Regions from separate parts of the Mus musculus genome. Here region 2 is linked to region 1. The links are chromatin contacts, called in public HiChIP or PLAC-seq maps. All regions are on one chromosome and are shown on one strand. Each heading gives the region's core, a stretch centred on a gene start, on an enhancer-like site or on the middle of the called end of the contact. The rest is flanking DNA. Distances are from core to core; before and after follow the strand shown.

The links. HiChIP or PLAC-seq counts read pairs in DNA pulled down with a chosen protein or histone mark.
Region 2: a contact with region 1 is called in an H3K4me3 HiChIP or PLAC-seq map of bone marrow-derived macrophages, with 2.1 times the contacts expected there. The contact joins the enhancer-like site here to the promoter of Dnajc25 in region 1. A contact is called at or near these places in 2 of 39 promoter capture datasets (HPC-7-derived erythroid cells and pre-B cells), 5 of 484 Hi-C or Micro-C datasets (cerebral cortex, erythroblasts, nephron progenitors and 2 more), 5 of 115 datasets of contacts at active chromatin or transcription factors (bone marrow-derived dendritic cells, bone marrow-derived macrophages, embryonic stem cells and 2 more) and 2 of 9 other capture datasets (adipose tissue and liver).

The regions. Positions count from the first base shown.
Region 1 is chr4:59,001,083-59,006,839 of GRCm38.p6, forward strand. Dnajc25 (DnaJ heat shock protein family (Hsp40) member C25) reads left to right here and starts at 2,111. Exons shown (of 4, transcript NM_001033165.3): 1 at 2,111-2,475. The coding sequence starts at 2,149.
Region 2 is chr4:59,080,484-59,087,101 of GRCm38.p6, forward strand. Shoc1 (shortage in chiasmata 1) reads right to left here. Exons shown (of 28, transcript NM_001370843.1): 9 at 6,397-6,498; 10 at 4,751-4,859; 11 at 3,768-3,862; 12 at 1,766-2,008. Among named protein-coding and RNA genes, the nearest start is that of Gm35527, 34 kb to the right of the region's middle. Within about 2 kb of position 3,143, at least 11 of the 459 cell types and tissues checked have an H3K27ac peak or open chromatin away from gene starts, as enhancers often do. A contact at or near this core is called in bone marrow-derived macrophages, where this site is marked.

The DNA.
Region 1 (5,757 bases), core at 861-3,360:
GCTGTCTTCAGACGCACCAGAAGAGGGCATCAGATCTCATTACGGGTGGTTGTGAGCCACCATGTGGTTGCTGGGATTTGAACTTCAGACCTTCGGAAGAGCAGTCGGGTGCTCTTACCCACTGAGCCATCTCACCAGCCCCTGAAACTTTTTTATTTTACTTTTTTTTTTTTTTTTTTTTTTTTTTTTTTTTTTGAGACAGGATTTCTCTGTGTAGCCCTGGCAGTCCTGAAAGTCATTCTGTAGATCACTCTATGGTCAAACTCATAGAGATCTGCCTACCTCTGCCTCCTTGAGTGCTGAAATTAAAGGTATGGTGCGCCATCACCGTCTGGTTACACTTTGAAAAATTTTAATTCTGAGACATCCTGCAGTGGTCCGAATTAGCTGTCTTAGTCGCTGTTCTATTGCTGTGAATAGACACCATGACCAAGACAGCTCTTATAAATGAAGGCATTGAGTCTTGCTTAGAGTTTCACAGGTTTAGTTCTCTCTCTCTCTCTCTCTCTCTCTCTCTCTCTCTCTCTCCCCCCCCCGTGTGTGTGTGTGTGTGTGTGTGTGTGTATGTGTGTGTGTGTGTGTGTGTGTGTGTGTGTGTGTGTGTATGAGAGAGAGAGAGTGGGGGTGAGGGGGAGCAGATGTGGGCTTTTGAAAAACTCAAAAGCCTACCTCCAACAAGACCATCTCTCTCAAGTCTTACCAAGAATCCCCTCACTCCCTGGCTACTAAGCATTCAAGTATCGGAGCCTGTGGCAACCATTCTTATTCAAACCACCACAGTGTGAGTACTCGTCAAACCTGCAAATGTGACTATTAATAGAAACTCCCCGTCTTGAAAGAGGTATTGGTATTTTGGCTCACTTTGAATTTATTTGAAATGAAATAATTGAGGTTTATAGAGGCTAAAGTCCATGTTGATACTAGAAAAATTTAATTGTATTCTTCCTGAATATCTAACATTGTCTATCAAATCTTCACTTGGTGTACAGACCAATCCCAATGGATAGATCCCTATCTATTAGTTGTTAGCCAGTTGCCATCATAGACCTGGGAAACTATAAAGTCAGTCATGTGGGATATACTGGTCATTCATTATCAACCCGACTGGATTTAGAATCACCATGGAAACACATCTCTGAGTGTGTGTGAGGCTGTTTTCCAGAAGGGTGTAACTGAGGTAAGAACAACATGGACACATCACCATCATACATAGTGAGGCATTGGATCAAATAAAAAGGAGAAAATAAATTTGGCACCCTTTTCATTCCTTTATTCTAATTTCAGATAATGTGTAACTAGCAACTTTGTTGCCAGGCCTTCTGGACTGTGGGGGCCGTATTCCCTAGAACCCTAAACCCAAATAAATCCTTCATCTTTGATGTTGCTGCTTGCAGGTATTTGGTCACAGCAACAAATAAATTACACATTTAAAAACTGTGGTTTATCTGAAATTTAAACTTAATGGAGCACGTCCTCTCCCCACTCCACCTCCTGATTTCCCTGGAGGCATTTGCAAGATCTTAAGCTGTATTTTGATTGTCACAATTAGGGATAATGGTGTTACAGGCACTTTTGTGGACCGTATGGGGGTACTACTAAACGTTTTACATCCTCCGGGCAAATAATTGTTTGCTCTAAAATATAAATAAGCAGAGAAACAGAGAACAAAAAGGCCACGGTCTTTCAGGGCTCCTGGGAGAGAGACAGTGCAATTGTCTAAGTTCATCTTCAGTTTGGGTTAGAGGGGGGGCAATGTCCAGGCCTGGAGACAGGATGCCAGTGCCCAGAGTTCCTACGGCAGCGGATGAAGTAGCGAGGTCGAGAAGGTGGCGTGTGGCTAGTCCTGCGTGTGGACTGTGCCGCACTAGGCGGCTAGGAGCGCTTCAGACAGACAGACACCTACCCCTGCCTCAGAAAAGACCGCTGAGCTACTAAGACTACCAGGCTCCACAACACACAGAAGCCGCCCGAGGCTAAGGCGTCCTTCTCTCCTAGCAACGCGCGGGGACGGAAGTGGCTGCGGCGCCACGCCCCCTGCGCCTGCGCACAGGCGCGGCCTGCTGACGTGGACCGGGCTGCGGGGCCGAGCCCGGCGCCGAGGAGAGCAGCCGCGGCCGCTGTGCTGGCAGAGCGGCGAGCGAGGCGGGGATGGCGGCGCGGCTCGCTTTGCGCGGGGGACCCGGGGCTGCCGGCCAGCGCCCATGGCTGCTGCTGGCGCCGCTGCTGCTGGTCCCGCTGCTGGCGCGGCCCGCCGAGGCCCTGGTGGAAGGGCTGTACTGCGGCACGCGCGACTGCTACGAGGTGCTGGGCGTGAGCCGCTCGGCCAGCAAGGCGGAGATCGCGCGGGCCTACCGTCAGCTGGCCCGGCGCTACCACCCAGATCGCTACCGGCCCGAGCCCGGGGACGGCCCCGGGGGCGCGCCGCCGAGCGCCGAGGCTTTCCTGCTAGTGGCGACCGCCTACGAGACGCTCAAGGTGAGGCTCGCGGGCGCTGATGGGTGGCTGGGGATTTGGGTCTCCTAGCCGGGTGATCAGGTCCTCTACGACCCCAGCACACTGCTGCCGCCTGGACTTTTAGGAGGTCCACGTTTCCCACGTGGCCGTGGAATGAGCCACCTTGGCCCGCTAGCCAGCATGGCCACCTCCTCGAGGACAGTTTTGGAGGACAGCCAGTTCTGTTTTTGGACAGTTGTTATGCAAAGCTTTGCACTTATTTTATTTTTGGTGTAAAAAGCATTCTGGTTACTTGAGGTGCATGCTCGGAAAGCAGGGTGATTGTCAGTGCTAGGATCTGAGATAGGACATAGAACAGAAAAGTCTGAAATACTGAGTATTAACAACTGATCATGCCAATTTGATAGGACAGAAGTTTGGCCTCTGGGATAATGTCAATAATGACATTTATCTAGAAGCGCGCGCACACACACACACACACACACACACACAAACAGCGAACTATCAGTCCGAAAACTGGACTGTGACTTTTGGCTCTGACAACTCCTGAGTGACCTTGGATAGTTGTTTCTGACTTGGGGCAGAAGATTGAGAATTCCTAGTAGGAAAATAATTTTTGGACGTGTGTAGTGATCTGACAAAGGCTTTATTGCCTGCTGTGCATGTAGGAGGATTTAGCTTGACCCCCTTTTCTTTGATTACTGCAGTATATGTAAAAAAAAAAATCACCTGTTATGTCATGCTTGAGGGAGGTATTTCTGTTTCAAGAGCCCCATCGGAAGACTGCAGCGTCAGTCATAGCCGTGTTTCCATCATAGCTGTGTCTCTTTCCTAGGTTTTTGTTGTTGTTGTTGTTTTGTTTTCCAGCCTTCTTGTAATGACTACTTTGGATAGCTGTATTACCATTAATGGTGGATTAGTCCTCCAGATTAGCTTTACAGAGTTGGCAATTCGGAGTCAAATTCCCTTTCTTTCAGGCTTAGAGCAGTTTGATGTTTGGAGCTATTAAGACTGTACTTCACTGACTAAATTCTCACCAGCTAGTGAGAGTACAGTTTTTGTTGGCACTCAGTTGAGGTATGGGCGAGCAGTTAGAAAGAAATTTGAAGGCTTAGTCCCCATTATTAGAGGAATGAGTGATTGAGAGAACAGGCTTCAAAAAAACCAGAAAGAACTTGCTCCCCCTGGAACCACTCAGCACATGAACCCCAAACTGTTTGCTGAGGAACGTGTGGTTCTATGCTGCCCGACCTTCCAAGGGCCTCGAGGTGCACTGGGGGCTCTGCTGAGAGAGCCAGGACAGATAGGAGCAGAAGTGCTGGCAACTGTCGCCTTCGCCTAGGTTTTGTGGGGCAAGAGATGGGTGGGTAGGTTTGGCGGGGGAATGGTAAAGGTGTTCATAAGAACTTTGAGAACAAGTGCCAGGACTAAAGTGTAGTGCCAGCAGATGACATTCTCAATGGAAGTACTCCTAGGACTCAAAATAGTTATGCTATTTTCTTAGGGACACTGTTTCCAAAGTCTAATCTGGTTGTTTTGGTTGTTTGGTTGTTTTGGTTTGTTGCTTCTAAAGGTTTCTACTCTAAAGTTTAGAACTGATTTATCAGAAAATAAAAAAGCTAGGTAAAACAATGTGTCCACTCAAGGCCAAGGGGCTTCTAGGCAGTTATAAAGTGTGTTGTCTGGCATGGTGGTGCACGCCTTTAATCCCAGCATTTGGGAGCCAGGGGCAGGTGGATCTCTTGAGTTTGAGGCCAGCCTGTTCTACAAAGCAAGTTCCTGGATAATTGGGCTACACAGAGAAACCCTGTCTCCAAATACATACATACCACCACCAACCTTCCCCCTCTCCTCCCAAATACCTAGAGTTCCTAGAGAAAGTAACATTTTACTTGACTCTGACAAGGTGTTTGTAGTAGCTCAGAACACTCAGAACACTCAGAACACTTCCCAGCAGGGAACTAGAAACTTGTGGAGTTTGGCACTGGAGGAGAAGGCCCTGGGGAGTGTTCTAGCCCCAGCTCCCAAGCCGAACTACGTCAAGATACAGCAGAACTCTGAAAATACCTGTTTAGAATTTAGATCTGAACATAGCTTCAGCTTCTCAATGGAGTACTGATAAGCTCGTCTCTGCTCTTTATATTGCCTTCAGCTGGAAAAGGACGTTAAAAGCTGTGGTGTCAAAGACAAATAGGTTGCCTGATTTGTGTTTCTGTTGTAATGGAGAACTGAGAAAGTTGCCTAAGAATAACACTTCTGAGTAATGCAAAGACTTAATAAAGATGCCATCCAGTTTGTAGGACGGGCTGATCTTCCAGTTATTCTACGGAGGTCATGCAGATATAATCACTGTTTGTTTGTATCATATCTTTAGTGTGGAAGAAGGATTTGTGGGGGAGAAGAAATATAGATGAACTTTACTAGGAACTGGTCAGGTAGACTGGTAGGGGAAATTGAGGTCCAGGGGCTCTGGACTCTAGGATAAAAAAATGGCACCCAGAAGCCTGTCCCTAAATGTTGAGCATAAGTACATCTTCCACATGGGAACTGCATTCGTGTTTGACGTCAGTGGACTTGTGGTTCTGTGCTCATATTGAGAGCAAGGGGAGCAAGGTGGGCTTTGTTTTTGTTTTGCTTTGTTTTTTGTTTTTGTATTAAAAATAAGTACAATTAATGAGACAAGAAGGTAAGACCCGTGGTCATTACTAATTTAGGAACAAGTGAGTCCGACTGTGCATGAGGAGATTGAGGGAAACCCAGAGAAGGGGTGGGTGATGGAGGGAGGGCAGAGGCCGTCCATGTGCAGATGCTATGCAAGGTTACACTTGGTTCCTGTTAGCAAGGCCGTTCTGGGTCACGACATGACTCCAGACAGTTGTGATCTCACACAGTGAGTGTGATGTGGTGTGCTTTTATGGCTGTTGGGAATTGAGAGAAATCCTAGACTTTGGAAGAAAGTGGACTCACTGGCTCAGTCAGCGCCGAGTCTCCTGGGGTGGAACACTCTAGTCTGGCCGTGGGAACTGCTGTGGCTATAGCACTTATCACACTGAGTGTAAATTTCAGGAACCCTTCCTTCTCTTGCACTAAACATGCCCCTTTGTCATGTGTATCCACAGGACCTAGCACAATGTCTGGCACATCAGATAGTGAATATTAGTTAAACTCTCATTTGGAGACAGTTGGGACAGGATGGAAATTAGAACTGTTCCCGCTGTTTGACTCAAACTGTGATTTTAGAGTAGTACAAATAATATGAACTGGACGGCTGGGAGTGAAGCAGCCTGCAGGAGAGGAGACCTG
Region 2 (6,618 bases), core at 1,893-4,392, 80 kb after region 1:
GGCAGCACACAGATGAGTATCTAAGTCTCCCACATTTTAGGCATCGTTAAGAAAGAATCTGAAGCTCTTCTCAAGTCAAGAATGAATAGAGGCTGAACAGGGCTGCTTCAGTGGTGATAATTTGCTAACCCTGAAGCTGTTTTGGAGATAGTCTTGTTCTCAAATAATCAGAAACTGCTAAATTATTTTACGTTCCTGACTATTCTCATTTATATTTATTTTTCTAGACACCCATACTCTGATAGCTTGGCTATGGGGTCTATAAAGTTATTGCTTTTTGTTGTTGTTGTTGTTGTTGCTGTTTTGAGACAGAGTTTCTCTGTGTAGCCCTGGCTGTTCTGGAACTTGCTCTGTAGTCCAGATTGGCCTCAGACTCATACAGATCAGCCTGCCTCTGCCTCCTGTGTGCTCGGATTAAAGGCATTCACCACCACTCCCTGACTAGTTATTGCTTCTTAAATTTCACAATTAAACTACTGTAATAATTCTAGTGGAGTAAGAATGGTTTCTTTTAACCTCAAATTTGTTGCTTCTGATACTTCATACAGTCTTAGATATGATATGTATGATATCTGAAGATCCCATAGATATTTGAAGACCCCATAGAAGTTTTCTTCTGTTTATTTTTCTTACAATAGGTCTTAAACTCTTCTACTATTTTTATTTTTGAAATAAAAATGCAATTACATCATTATCCCCCCCCCCCCGCCAAGTACATAGACACAACATGCTCAGTCCATATAACTTTACTTCTGTGTATATGATTGCATGGCTGACCACTTGGTACTGTAGAACCAGCTTGAGGAGGAAGATCTTCCCTCTTCTCCCACCTCCAGCACGCCTTAGTTCCTGAGTTCTGGGCAGGGTTGAAGCCTCAGGAGATTGCCCCTTCCATGTTAGCATGCTATTGCTGTCATTCTTTTCCAGGTCTTGTTTAAGAAGCCATGTTGGTAAAACTTCATGGACAGTTTCTTGGAGACACAGTCTCACAGCAAACTTGTTCCTCTGGTTCTTATATGATCTCCGTCAAGTCCCAAGCCCTCCCATTATGATCTCTGAGGCTCAGGCATCTTGGGTAAGTCAGTTAGGACTGGACACCTACCATGTAGTCACCTGTCCTTTTGGCTCAGCAGTGGAGTTCTGTAATGGTCAAGGAGACTTCCTTTGATGAGGGCTGACCCTTCAATGTCCTTAACTGCACCGTGAGTCCTTCAGGGTTGGGATGGACTCCCGTGTGTTTGCTGTACTCTATCCTTTTTCCTCCCAACAGAACTCTGAGCCTTTATTCTCCCAGAACGCCGTGCTGATCCGAGTCTCAATTCCTTATCTCCTTAGGCCAGTTTCCAAATGAGAAAACCTAAAGCTCATTTACAATTAGATAATACCTGAAGCTCACTTTTATTTACTTTCTATAACAAACTGCTTTTCTCAAACTATGCTTCTCAAATCCTTTATAACAGAAACTTACTACTTACTGGAGAAACTAAGTTTTAAGGGTATGCACATATAGTTATTATTAAAATGGCTAGAAAGTTTTAAAGTAAGTGTAAAATTTTAGGCAGAATAGGATTTTAGGGTAGCTAATAAAACTGCAATATTTTTTCTAAGAAGACAATAGAGCCCAGGAAGGCCTAAAGTCATGAGTTGGCAGAACAGAGGCATACTGGGAACGCTAAGCCTTTGTTACCAGTTTCCTAATCACTGAGGAGAAATGGGTATTGGACATCTCATATGAGTGGTCACACAAGCTCACTTCTGCACTTACACTCCAGCTGAAACACTTTTGTAGGCAGAAAGATCTCCAGCTTAGTCTCCTGAGAAGACAGACCATTATGACACAAATACGCCTTCAGATGCGCCAGCGTTTCAGCCATTATTGGATGTAGTCGTGCTTGTCTCCACCCCTTTGCTTTTGCAGGGTTAATCACAAGGCTGTCTCCTTTGACAGAAAAGATGTTCCTCATATCTGCAAGTGAATATTGACTGCTGGGTTCTTGAAATCTTGGAACTTGAAAATAAACAAACACAAGGAAAATTAATGAAAACCAATAAGCAGAGTCATATTGAACTTTCTTAATGAAATGTATTTTACACAGTAGGAAATGGTGAAATTCCAAGTTATATTATTCTCAGAGTTTTAATATTTGTACAAATCCATATTAGTTTAACAGTTTAACAATAAAAAAATCACACAAATAATTTTTTTCTTCTTCTCTTTTTTTTTCCTTTGAGGCAAAGTTTCCTACAGCACAGGCGATCCTGAACTTTCAGTGTGGCTGAGAATGACTGAGCCCTGACCCTCCACCTCCACCTTCAGAGCTCTGGTATCTACAGGTGTGTGGCAACTTACCCAGCTCCTGCAGTGCTAGGGACTGAACCCAGTTCTATTAACTAAGGTACTTCCCCAGCCCTCAGAGAATTTATTAAATCTTTGTGACTATCAAGAAGTTAATCCCTCCAAATTTAGTAGTAAAAGAAACTGCATTTTGATTGTTTAAAAATTACTAAACTAATATACTTGGAAGAGCAGATGATTTATTAAATCACGAATTCTAACTCATTATAGCATGCCTAAACAAGACATAATTGCCCAGATTTTAGGTGATGTCATCTTAGGCATCATGGTACAAACACTATTATGTTAGCACTTTTAGCCTAAATAAGTGAAATTACAACATACAGAAGAAACGGAGTGGCACAATTACTTAACATTACTGTCTGCTTTATAAGTACCCATGCAAAATTAATACTATAAATTTTAAAATTATAAGTTTGGAATGATGCTTTTTTATATAACACTAATATTAACTAAAACAGTAAGTACCAGTATTAATATCAGCAATTACCAAAGCATGACATTGTACTATTTTTTTGTGCATCATTTCTAAGTAATCCATGGAAGAATCCTATGAAGTAGATATTATTTTAGTAGTTTTATTGACTTATGAATAGGAAGCAAAGAACTGAATATATTTAGAAAAAAATTTAATCATTGATTCATTATCACAGACAAAAAAATGAGTATCTGTGCCTGGAGGCAGGAGGATTAACAGCTCAAGATCATTTTGAGCTACATAGCTTAGGCTATACGAGTCATAGTCTTTAAAAAAAAAAAAAAGAACCATCAGTGTGATTTCACTTTTATGGTTAACATGGACTTTCACATTACTGCAACTTCCTTTTTGGGACAGGATCTTTCTACATAGCCCCAGCTGTCTGTCCAGGAACTTGCTCTGTAGATCAGGCTGGCCTGAAACTCACAGAGATATGCCTGCTTCTACCTCCCAAGTGCTGGGATTAAAGGCATGTGTCACCGCTACCACCTGCCTTGTATGTGTCTCTGTATAGATACACTTTTTAGAAAATATACATCATAATCATTATTCTCATTGTATAAAAAGAGAGTCTTGGAGGTGTTTATTAAACTCAAAATTGTTTTATTAAATTACAAATGGATTTTGCTAAAGGTTTTAAACTATTCTTCTTGGAAAGCTTAAAAAATGGAAAACTTTAACATTACTTTTCACATTAGCTGTTTCTAAAAGACTAAGAAATACAAAGTATTACATGTATACATTTTAAGTATATCGTTAGAGTGTTTTCTCTTTCATAGATAAGAACTATGAGAAAATCAACAAGACCTTGTTTATACAATGAGCCTCTAAAAGACAGCTGGACTTGGTGTGATGTTACACATTCCATGCAATGAAATGGTCACATCTGTACTCTTTTCATTCTATGGACCATAAGTAGTAAGAATTCTGTACCTGTAAGCAAGAACGAGACCCAAGAGTTTCTGCAGCCTCCCAGTTGCCACAGCATACAATATTTATTAGCTGATTCTCCAGCACTAAGCAAATTACTGTAGAAAAAGAATCAAAGTTTAATTCATTCATAGTATTGCCCACAGATGTATCATGGTTTTGAAGACCCTATAACAGTCTTTGAAGTAGACACTCAGCATTACAGAGAAAGAGACTGAGGCACAGAGCAATTAAGAGCAAGTAATGGAGCCTGATAACTTTAATGCAGAGCTTTAAATCACTTATTCTGGGGTTTACTATAACTTTTCAAATTCATATCTTGAAACCTCAATTCCAGAATACCAGACAATGACTGTGTTTGGAGAGAAGATCTTTTAATCAAGAGATAATTAGGTAAAGGAAGTCATTAGAGTTCTTTTTAGTCTTACACAATCAAAACCAACACAGCAAATACTTTACTCAGTAGCTTCTGGGACTATGAGAAAATAAGACTATTGTTTATGCCAACCAGCCTGTGGTATTTGTTATGGAACTAATCCACACAATGTGCCTTACTTACATGGCAGTGAGTGCCACTGGCATCTCTTCAGAGTCAATTTCCTAATCATTTTATTTCTGTGTCAGGACATTAAAACTTTCCATTTACTTACTTTTAATAAGCAATATTAATACTAACATAGTAATATCACATTCAAAATTCTAAAAGTTCTATTGTGAAAAAAATTTACCATATTAATGTATTACCTAGTTCCCATCTAGGCAAAGTCAGTCTTATGTTTGTTTCTTGCATCACTATCTAACAACAGTCTCTGAAAAGCCACAGATGTGTGCCTATATATTCATATCCTTTCTCTAGCTGCTTATAATACACATTATATAGTCTCATATTTTTTCATAAGAATTTCTTGGAAGTTGCCTTTAAATGGAGCTATTTCATTAAAAACTGCTTGTCTTGAACTTGGGTTCTAGATATAATCTTTACTTACATTTTACATGTAGCAGAAAACGGAAATGTCTGAAATCCCATGTGTAATGAACTCACTGCAGAATGCTGCCTTGGTAAGATTAGATGGGTTGGTGGCATTTCTAGGTCTCCTGAGATAGTTGGAAATTAAAGTTATATAATACTGAATAAGATAAGATTTACAACTCTTGCAAATAATCATTTGGTTTGGTCAATTTATTGCAACAAAATTTTTGTATTACCATTTTAAGAATTTAGTATTTTATATCATATTCCCCCTTTTCCCCAGCTCCACCTAGATCCACATCTCCATCCCAACTTTGTGTCCCCTCCCCCTTTTTGTCACCAAATTCAATTTGTGCTGCTTAGATAGCTTTTGATGTGGCAACAAAATATGTCAGTAAGAAGAGAAAACATGTCAGTAGGACCCGGGGGTGGGGCTAGGGAGACAGCTCAGTTGGTAAGGCATCAGAACCCTAGCTCAATCCCAGTGCCCATATACAAAGCTGGGCATGAGGGCATGTCCTCAAAATCCCAGACTTGCCTTTCTCCTTGGGTCCAGAGTTGCAGGGAGAGATCCTATCTCAGAAAACAAAGTGGAAGGCTCCTGAGGAACAACGCCTGAGGTTGACCTCTGGCTTCTCACATATATGGGTGCACATACACACAACACAAGAAATTTAGACTTCTTGAGATAAAAAATAGCAGTCCTAAATTTACATCTATATAAAGAATTACAATTTTATCACTTGGCATTTCAATGCAACAGTGGTGACTTTAAAAACCTACTGTGATGGCTGAGCTTTACTGAGCTTGCGATGTAAGATAAATCCTAAGAGCTTTGTGTAGAAGGAGCATGTTAATCCTGCAGGCTCATGTTGTCAGCATTTAGGAGACAGCACTATTTTATTTCCATAGTCAATGTTGGTGATGTTAGGAAAATGAAAGGGTAATTCTTTACCTCAGTGAGTCAGGATTCTAGATGTCCTTGTCAGAATTATAAATTAATAGAATGGGCCTGAAATATAGTCAGCTATAATTTAATATTATGTTTGGGTAAGGGTGTATATGCACGCACACCAGGGTGGGTGCCTTACACCCCTACTCCGCCATATATTTTTTTTTTTTAAAGATTTATTTATTTATTATATGTAAGTACACTGTAGCTGTCTTCAGACACTCCAGAAGAGGGCGTCAGATCTTGTTACAGATGGTTGTGAGCCACCATGTGGTTGCTGGGATTTGAACTCTGGACCTTCGGAAGAGCAGTCGGGTGCTCTTACCCACTGAGCCATCTCACCAGCCCTCCGCCATATATTTTGATGCCACATCTGCCACTGGGGACAGCACTTAGGTACTCATGCTTCTGTGGCAAACACCTTACTGACCAACCAACCTCCCAAGCCCCCAAATTGCATTTCAATTTTAGCATTATTTCCTCCACTCATCCTTTCAAATATGACTCTGTGTGTATATGCTCACCTTTGTTGCTGACAAGATTCCGATAGAGCAAATATAAAGGGGGGAAAGGGAAATATGACAAGGAGGATCATAAGGACCGAGTTTTGAACGCAAAAACTGATTCACAGTAGACTATAAATGCAAATGTAGCGTGCTTCTACCTCCCATTGGTAACCCTAAGAAGTCAGTGACAGGCGAAATCTCTACCTGGCTCACTGCACTCTGGTTCACAAAGGCTTGCAAATGTTAAGTTTTCTGTGGAGTTGCATTTTATATCCTCAGTATCAAATTCATGCTTGGAAGTAATGTCTGAAAGGAAATGGAAGAAACTCTATCAACAAAGTACCATTAAAGTCATGTATATTCTGAAAAAAATGTTGACATATAGGTAATACCTATTCTCCAATGCATACTCCCTTCAATTCCTCA